Linked DNA regions of Mus musculus: regions 1 and 3 are each linked to region 2. The links are chromatin contacts, called in public ChIA-PET and HiChIP or PLAC-seq maps. All regions are on one chromosome and are shown on one strand. The core of a region is the stretch at or near the end of the contact, and the rest is flanking DNA. Distances in the headings are between cores, read along the strand shown.

What was found. HiChIP or PLAC-seq counts read pairs in DNA pulled down with a chosen protein or histone mark. ChIA-PET counts read pairs in DNA pulled down with a chosen protein or histone mark.
Region 1: a contact with region 2 is called in a RAD21 HiChIP or PLAC-seq map of pro-B cells, with 11 times the contacts expected there. The contact joins two enhancer-like sites. A contact is called at or near these places in 1 of 15 datasets of contacts at CTCF or cohesin (pro-B cells) and 1 of 9 other capture datasets (embryonic stem cells).
Region 3: a contact with region 2 is called in an RNA polymerase II ChIA-PET map of effector CD8 T cells, with 10 times the contacts expected there. The contact joins two enhancer-like sites. A contact is called at or near these places in 2 of 115 datasets of contacts at active chromatin or transcription factors (CD8 T cells and effector CD8 T cells).

Annotation. Positions count from the first base shown.
Region 1 is chr15:10,234,676-10,237,600 of GRCm38.p6, forward strand. The region is part of intron 1 of Prlr (prolactin receptor); the gene reads left to right. Among named protein-coding and RNA genes, the nearest start is that of Gm41268, 34 kb to the left of the region's middle. Within about 2 kb of position 1,481, at least 34 of the 459 cell types and tissues checked have an H3K27ac peak or open chromatin away from gene starts, as enhancers often do. A contact at or near this core is called in pro-B cells, where this site is marked.
Region 2 is chr15:9,573,544-9,576,378 of GRCm38.p6, forward strand. No RefSeq gene overlaps it. Among named protein-coding and RNA genes, the nearest start is that of Il7r, 45 kb to the left of the region's middle. Within about 2 kb of position 1,443, at least 47 of the 459 cell types and tissues checked have an H3K27ac peak or open chromatin away from gene starts, as enhancers often do. A contact at or near this core is called in effector CD8 T cells and pro-B cells, where this site is marked.
Region 3 is chr15:10,143,230-10,146,297 of GRCm38.p6, forward strand. No RefSeq gene overlaps it. Among named protein-coding and RNA genes, the nearest start is that of Prlr, 32 kb to the right of the region's middle. Within about 2 kb of position 1,477, at least 27 of the 459 cell types and tissues checked have an H3K27ac peak or open chromatin away from gene starts, as enhancers often do. A contact at or near this core is called in effector CD8 T cells, where this site is marked.

The sequences.
Region 1 (2,925 bases), core at 231-2,730, 660 kb after region 2:
GCGTGTGTACATGTGCAGCTTCTATATAGGCCGCCACAGCTGATTCCTGTTTGTCCTTTTCCCAATTTTTTATTTGGTATTTTCTTCATTTACATTTCAAATACTATCCCGAAAGTCCCCTGTACCCTTCCCTCCCCCTCCTCTACCCATCTACTCCCACTTCTTGGCCCTGGTGTTCACCTGTACTGGGGCATATAAAGTTTGCAAGACCAAGGGGCCTCTCTTCCCAATGATGGCCAACTAGGCCATCTTCTGCTGCATATGCAGCTAGTACTTGGATGGAAGGCCACAACTGACTCTTAAAGACTGTATGTAACACCAAATATTAGAGCAATTGTCTTCACTTAGTAGCATTTCTGAGGGTTTAAGTCCCTTTCATTTGGATTCTCAGTTTCCATGTGCAATGAATTTTTTTACAGGTGAGCAAGAAAAGTATGGAAGGAAGCCTAAGAAAGGCCGCAATGAGACTTTAAAAAATGATGCCAATTTTAGAACGCATCTTCTCTTTCAGACTTGGAAAATTAACTTTTATTACTGCCCTATGCAAACTAAATTTAAAATAAGCTTTGGATTATACCCCGTGCGTATGAGCGGACGTTATGACATTGATTGACAACGTCAGATCTACCCTCAACCCTCTGAGAGTATGATTCACACATACCTGGGATCAGAAAAGAAGTGTTTTCCAGACTAGGCAAGTCACTAGAGCTCTGGTGGTACTCAGGGTAGATTTCTTCCCCATAATTCCTAGCTAAAGATGAAAGATACAGACAAATGACCCATCCTAGGAGAATTTACAAGGGTAGTGGTAAGCAGGTAGGTTTCAGAACAGCTCATGAAACAATTCTGCAGCAGGAGTCAAGGAGTCCCAAAGAAGTGGCCTATATGGGACAGCAAGGAGAGACTCAAAAAAAAAAAAAAAGGAGGAAAAAAAAACCCTATGTGGGGCTCAGCAGTGAAGAGCACTGAGTGCTCTTTCAGAGATCCTGAGTTCAATTCCCAGCAACCACATGGTGGCTCACAACCATCTGTAATGAGATCTGATGCCCTCTTCTGGTGTGTCTGAAGACAGCTACAGTATACTCATATACATAAATCTTTTAAAAAAAAAGTCCTATGTAAAAGGCATAATGGTAGATGTTGCAAGAAAGCAGTGTGTGTATTGGTATCTGGCAGGAGGCTCAGGAATGTTCACATCACAGTCGTTAGGAAAGGAAAGCAAGGGACCCCTTATTGTAGGATATATGGACAATTTAATCATGGGGTTTTTTTCCCCCAATAATAAAATTTTCAGCAGGAAAAAAAAATAACAGTAAACAGTAAGCTACGTGTAACATAAGGATGAAAGATTTCAAAACCCGTCTTTTACAAAATGCACAGCAACAGCTTCTTTTGTGACAGCATCATCAGTCCCCGTGGTTTGCAGCCGGATGTAACAAGCCCTTTTGAAGAGCTAAGAGGGCAGAAAGTTTCTGTTGCCAAATATATAAGAGAAGCAGGAAGCACTTAGCCTCGGACCAGGAAGGGCATCCTTGCAGGAGACCCTGCAGGTCTGTGCAGTTCATTGCCCAATGCTTCCCTTAAATAAAGAGCCACAGACTTCAGGAGTGTGTTCCCCCCTGAGTGATTCTGCAAGAGTTGTTTGCCCTCCAGCACTGGGCTGTGCTGAAAGAGTTTAGTTTCCCAGGGAACAAGATCTGGGTCTAAGGCAAGGCAAGCAGCATCCTATGCCCAAACCAGTAACTCCGTTTTCTCAGCCTGCCAATCACATTGGAGCTTCCAGACCATCAGTAGCTGGGGGGGGGGGGGGGGGGGGGGGAAGGCCTCAAGTCTCCAGTCCCCATCATGATAGTGAGACCCAGAGGAAAGGGAACACCTGTTGCCACCATTTTGAAGGGACAGTGGTGACCCATAAAGAGGGTGCTCTAAAGGAGACAGGACAATTCAAGGACTTGGATAAAATATCAAACTGACAGTGGTGAGCAACTGTCAGGTTCTAGGACCAGTTTAATCCTGACTGGGCAGAGGATAGGGGCCATCCACACAACCCCTGGAGGGAGCGTTCTATAGAACCGGCTGCCTTGGTCAGCTTAGGGCAACCAGCATTAAGGCAGCAGGAGGAGGGATATAACCCAGGCTCACCTCTCCCAACCCCTACACAGGGTTCCTTCCTGCCAAGGCTCTCTACACCTTTAGTTTACAGTGGAAATCAGAAGGCAGTAGGACTCAGGTGCAGACCATATAATTCAGAACAGGAAACAGGAAATGTGGAAGAAGGAGGGGCTAAGGGAGAGCACAAACATTGGCCAGCTGCAGCCCGGCCCCAATTGGGACTGCAGACTTGGGTAGATGGATGGTTGCCACATCCTGCTCTGAGCCTTTTGAGTGACTCTGAGATAGAGCGCCTCTGTGGAGTTCCACAGAGCAGGCACACAGGCTGAAATCATGAGGTTTGTATTTTACCTCCTTGCCGGTTTGCAAGTCTTGAAAGCTCACTCCTCTAAGCTGATGGCAGCCCTCATGCAAAGCAATCTGATTGCTGTGTCTGGGGTTCAATACACACACACACACACACACACACACACACACACACACTCAGGTGCACGTGCATACACACAAAGACAGAACAGTTTGCTTGCAACATTGTCATAGCTTAGTGAACAGTATAGCATTGTTCTGGCTCAAGAAGCCCTGGTTCTTCAAAGCTCCTACTTAGATGAAATTATTTGCATCACAAACAAAAATTGTTTTGCATTTTTTAGATAATGAAGGATCGTTTAAATATATAAATTAAGGGCTATTTAGAAAAAATAGGTGTCTTTGTGAGACTGGCTTAATTCACTTACCATGATCATATTCAGTTATGGTCATTTTAAATACAAATCATGTGTGTTCCAATGACGTGAGATTACAGTGAACTATCTA
Region 2 (2,835 bases), core at 193-2,692:
AGCTAACCTTGTGCTATGGCCCTTTGCCAAGCTCTGTGACCTCCCTAGCTAACCTTGAGCATGAAGCCAATTGCTATTTATCATAAGGCTTGCTCTCCATTTTCAATTAAAGAACTTAAGGAGAGAGTGAACTATATCTTGTACTCCTTAAAAAAAATGGAAACGTTAGAAAAAAAAAAGACTAGGAAATCACTTTTAAAATATTTTGGGGGGAGTTATAATTACAATATTTATCCCTTTTCTTTCTCTCTCCAAACTCTCTTATATATTCCTTCTGCTCTCCTTCAAATCTATGGCCTCGTTTTTAATTGTTATTCCATGTACATATGACATATATGCATGTATATATATATATATCCTGTTAAATAATGTTACTTGTATGCATGTTTTCAGGGCTTCCCATTTGGCCATTGGTGTTCTCATCCTTGAGTAAGAACAACTCTCCTGCTCCCATCCTTCTTTAGTTGCCTATAGTTCTCTGTGAAGAGTTAAGCTTTTACCTATCCATTCTGTCATGTCCTTGTTCAGCTCACCTTTAGGAGGTCATATTGGTAAGACTTTATGGGTATAAGAAATCAATTTCTGCATTTCTGGTCTGTTGCATATTTTGAAGAAGACTACCCAGAAATCTGTATTTTCAGCCCATGCTCCAAATAGCCTCATAATCATGTAATAGGAGAAATCAGAGAAATTTTGCATACTGAATGTGCCTTCATTTGACCACTACATCAAACTTAGATGTATAAAAGAAACCTTTATTATTATGGCTCCTATGTTGCAGTGGCTTTGCTTGAGTAGTAGAGTCTCAGAACTCAGCTCTTTAGAGGTTTAATGTCTAAAATGTTTCTCAGACAAAGGAATTAAACTCTATGCGAGTTTCTTCCTGGTTAAAAATCCCAGATTCTTGCTAAATATTCATGCCTTGCCTCCTTTTGTTATATCCTGAGCATAGTAAAATACACCTTATATAAATGTTTAAAGGCCAACAGTGAGTGTATCTTTATCAAAAATATATTAAAAAAAAAACATTACGTGATAGCTACTTCTACTTCTTTAAGAAAATGTCATCTATTACAACTATGCTCATCAGCTTGAAGGAAGTTGCCTGCTTAAAATATGACAGTGGTCTAGTCTTACATGCCATTTTAAAGGAAGTTTCTAGTCTGTGGTCCTGGCAGAATGAATCAAACTCTTAAATGCAGAAATTCAGAAGAAACATGTAAGGGGTTCTTGTAGCATCTGGAAGCTAAGTGGTGCCTTCCAACGCACGGAGGTAGCATGCCAGCAAAGACTTTAATTTGCAGGGACTTTGGTACGAAATGGGCTCAGACAGTGAAAGTGGAGGGGAAGAAGACTAAGCTCTCCGCCTCCAGAGTACATGGTGAAGCCTGTCGTATACTAGAAGGATGTTGTGGTTTCTGCCTGGTTTGTGGGGGCATAGCAAGGTGAGGATGTTTAAGAAATGGTGAACAGAGTAGCTGTCTCCCTGTGGTTAGCCTGAAGTTAGCAAAAGATACAGCAAGTGTTTGAGCTGAAATGCTCAAGGCACACCTTTGAGCCCCCTGGTCCCCTTTGGGGCTTTGAACTGCAGCCACAAGTCTGGGCCAGCATCTCTTTCCAGATTTGTTTTGAAGCAAGCTTGAAAACAACATTTTCTTTGTACTTATACTTCGAATCTTAGGGTAATCTGCTTGTGACTTTGCTTACGTCTGGCTCAACAGGATGCCCAGAGATGCCTCTGTGTATCAAGGCTTTGTTGTGGAACTGACATGAAAACTTTTGGGAGTAGATGGAGTTGCACCTGTAGGTGACATGATGTGTTTTATTAGGCCAAATCTAGTGAAATGTGAAAAGAGGTGGAATGAATTGCAAAGGGTATCAGGAAAGAGTCATGGCAGCTTTGTTTAGAAAGGAGACAAGCAGGAGAAAGTAAGGTTGGTGGTGGCTTCATAACTGGCCTGATTAGGGTAACACCAGGGTCAAGGTCCTAAAAAGAGATGACTGGAATAAACTATGGATCTCACTAGCTTTCATAAATCCTTGCTTTCTAGTAATGTATACTCTAATGTGGTTCTATGTATAGATTTAGTATAAACAAGTGTGAGGTTAGGAGGAAATCTCCTCCCTACCAAGTTAGTTTACATTTCTAGAATTGTGTTGATGGGAGATGTCTTTTGTTCATGATGGGAGCTTGAGTGCCATTGAGACAGGGGTGGCCATTGTGAGGGTTATCTATCTATAGCAATAGTGACTGAGATTTGGGTGTGAGGGAAGAGGCCGAGTTAGCTTTGAAAGTTTGAATAAGGGAGACTAGGAGAATCTGCGACATTTCCATAACTACAGGACTGGTTAGGAGAACTTTAGAGATGGATGGGGCCATAGTCATCCAAGCAAGTACTTAGCACCTACACCCACTTTACTTCACTGTAATCTTCAAATAGAAAACATCAGGATTGGGTAGAGAAACAGCTTCATGGTGTTATTTTAGTTCTCTAGAAAGGATTTTTCAAGCACTGCTCAGAGAGTACTAGAGGAAGAACTGATACATCCTTGGTGAAGACTGCATCAAAATGGCCCATTAGGTAGAGAGTAGCTAAGAAGAGAGTTGATGGTTCACAACACAATGGCTCACTAGAGATGGGATGTTAGAAGAGTTAAGGCTGCGAAGTACTAGATGACTGTCCTCACACACATCCCTGATAGCTGCTACCCTGCCCAATCAGAGCACATATGTTCGTCTTGCAAGAGGGGCCGTTATCACTCACCACATCACCAAGAGTGGCTTATCCTTAGGGAACACAGAAAAGCTACTTCATCTGAACAGCTTGTGTGGTT
Region 3 (3,068 bases), core at 227-2,726, 570 kb after region 2:
CAAGAGAACATGCACAAGAAGAGTCAGCCCAGAAAAATTGTGAGAACAGTTGCACCTCAGAACAGCAATATAAACCCAATAGTTAAGAGCTGATAATAATGGCAGACACTATAATCCCAGTACTTTAGGAGATGGGTGAAGAATCAGGAGTTCAAGACCAGCCTCAATTATGTAATGAATTTAGGGCCAGCCTGGCCTATGTAAAATAATGTCACTTTTTTTTTTAATTCCAAGACAATCATGTAACCTTGGGTTTTGGAGTCAAGAAAGCCATGCCAACTGAGTGCAGTGATGAAATAATTTCCACTTCACCTCATAGCAGTCAACACTTAACCCATTCTCAGTGTTACAGAATAAGAGGCAGGTTGTAATACTAGAGAGAAGCAAACACTCTGTCTCCCAAGTCTCTGTAGATAGCACTAAGTTCTGGATTGTCACATGCACACTGAGCAACCCTGTTGGCCTCTCAGTCCTAATGGGGCACGTTCTGTTTCCCTTGGCATTCATGCTTGCTCCACTCAGGAAGCCCTAGCACACCAATTTCTGTGAATTCCCTGATCTGCGCATTCATTATTCAACAACAGGAGGAAAATAATAAGGTAAAGAAGCCAAGGGGGAAGCCACTTTTCCATCCTACCAGATGGTCTCTTTCTCTCAATAGACATGTTGAAGGGAATGAGACTATACTCACCCTGGTCCTGTGATATGGAACCAGGGTTAATGTCATAATGTCAGCCAATCAGCCCAGGTCTCAGAGAATTCTGTAAAAAAATTCAGAAAGCCATTGGCCAAGAAACTTTCAGAAGAACAGGTATCTTGCACAGCCTGCCACGTCTCTCAAGTGTGCTTAGCTCTTCTGCACAGTATCCACAGCTTCTCTTACCCAACTTGGAAACAATTTGTTAGGTGTAACCTATGTTAGTTAAAATGAACTTACATCCCTATTTAAAATGCTCTTTTAAACAAAGAGCAGTAGACAAAATGCTAATTGTGTGGCTTTTAGCCTTTCTGTTCTCATTTGTAAGTTACTAGTGGTCTTGATGATTTATTTCTACTCCAAATCAGAGTATGAAGAACTCTGAGAGTGATTCCCCTCCTCTGTATTCCTGCCTCCCAAACCTCAAGGTAGAGGAAGCCATATGATACATGTCACCATTCATGCAGGTAGGCAGTAGACAGGACCAAAAGTTCCTGTATGTGGCAAAGTTGATCTGTGTTATCAGTTTGAAGGCCAACAAAGTGGACAATTAAATAAGAATAAATTTTTGTGTTCCTCCCCCCCTTCCACTCCCAGCCCTTTCTCCTCTTCCTGCTCTTCTTGGTCCTAACCATAAACTTTGATGACACATGAATGTGGAATACATTGCGAGAACAGCTTGTGGGGAGGGTGTTTTCCCTGCTTTCACTGCTCATTCAGACCTTCCTGATATCTGGTAACTGGTTTCCCCCAGAGTCTCTGAGGTTTTGTGGTTCCTCACCCACAGTCACACTTCACCTTGAGATGCCACAGAGTACACTCTCCTTTGCAGCTGCACTCGGATGCCAGTGTGGTTCACAAACAGCCAACAAATGCCCGGTGGTACAAGACAGTGAGCACACATGAAAAACACTTGCGCAGCTTCTTATGGGTTGCAGAGGGAACCGTGTACAGCACTTGCTAGATGGCACCAGTCAGAAGCATTTCTCTCTTACAACCTTGTCCCTGGAACCCAAAATCTTTGAATGTTAGCATCCTACATACATTTTTCCCAGGTAAGTCAAGACGAGTATGTGTGACTGACTAAAAGGAAGATGGCATCTGACCAAGGTCTTCCTTACAAATACAAGAACATAAATGATGAAGATAATCATTTTAAATTTTCTTTTTAACAGGGTTCCCTGGTGTTAGTGGTTACTGAAAAGAAAAGAAAAGAAAAGAAAAGAAAAGAAAAGAAAAGAAAAGGAAAGGAAAGGAAAGGAAAGAAAAGAAAAGAAAAGAAAAGAAAAGAAAAGAAAAGAAAAGAAAAGAAAAGAAAAGAAAAGAAAAGAAAAGAAAAGAAGAAAAGCTTAGGACTGTGCTGAGGATAGCACAGGCCAAGCAAGCCTTAGGATGTTGTAGTTAATACTAACATAGAGATGACAAAGCAAATTGAGCCTTGACCTGCAGAACAAAACCCAATGAGGTGACAATTAGATTGGTGAACCTCCTCAGAGCCATGAAAGCATCTCTGCATCCCACTGGGCTCCAGGACCTCAAAGATTTGAAGCTTGGCTTCCTGAATCTGTGCAAAAGGATCTGGCTTCTTTTGTTTCCAATGGACTAAATAAAATCCTATGTCTCTTCAGTGAAGTTGCAATGTCTGTCTGGCAGCTCATAAAGTGGAAAAAAGCTATGATCTCATGGGATGAGCCTTTCTGGGGTCCTCTTTAGTGATTTTAGAACACTTTTCCTTCCTCTGCCTCTTGATCTCCAAGCCTCTAAAATGAGCAAATCCATTAGAGATTTCCAGGTATTATAACTTACACAAAAATACATTTTACTTCAGGATTCAGCATAACAATAGTTTATATATTATTTTATTTAAATACTTATAATATGTATATTACTAATTAAAGTTTAAAAGCTATACAGAGAAACCCTGTCTCCAAAAACCAAAAAGAAAAAAAAAGAGGGATGAATGTACTGATTTCATCAATTACTTTGATAATTTAGTGAGATAATGATGTCGATTGAGTCAAAATAGCACTGAGCATGCAAAAACCAACTGACACGTGTCACCGTGGCCAAGTCAGTCCTTTGCACTCTAGTTAATTGCTTGAAATCTTGTCTCCGTGGAATAGTCCAAAGACCTGATGGTGTTTTGCCTCAGGAATTGCTGTGATCAAATTAATTTAATGACCTCAAACTTGTATTTTAAATGGAGAGAGAGCATGAAAGAGGAGGGAGGGAGAATAAATCAAGTCCTGAGAGTAAGCATTATGTTAGCTTTTAAACTAACTATTTTGACTCAATCGACATCATTATCTCACTAAATTATCAAAGTAATTGATGAAATCAGTACATTCATCCCTCTTTTTTTTTCTTTTTG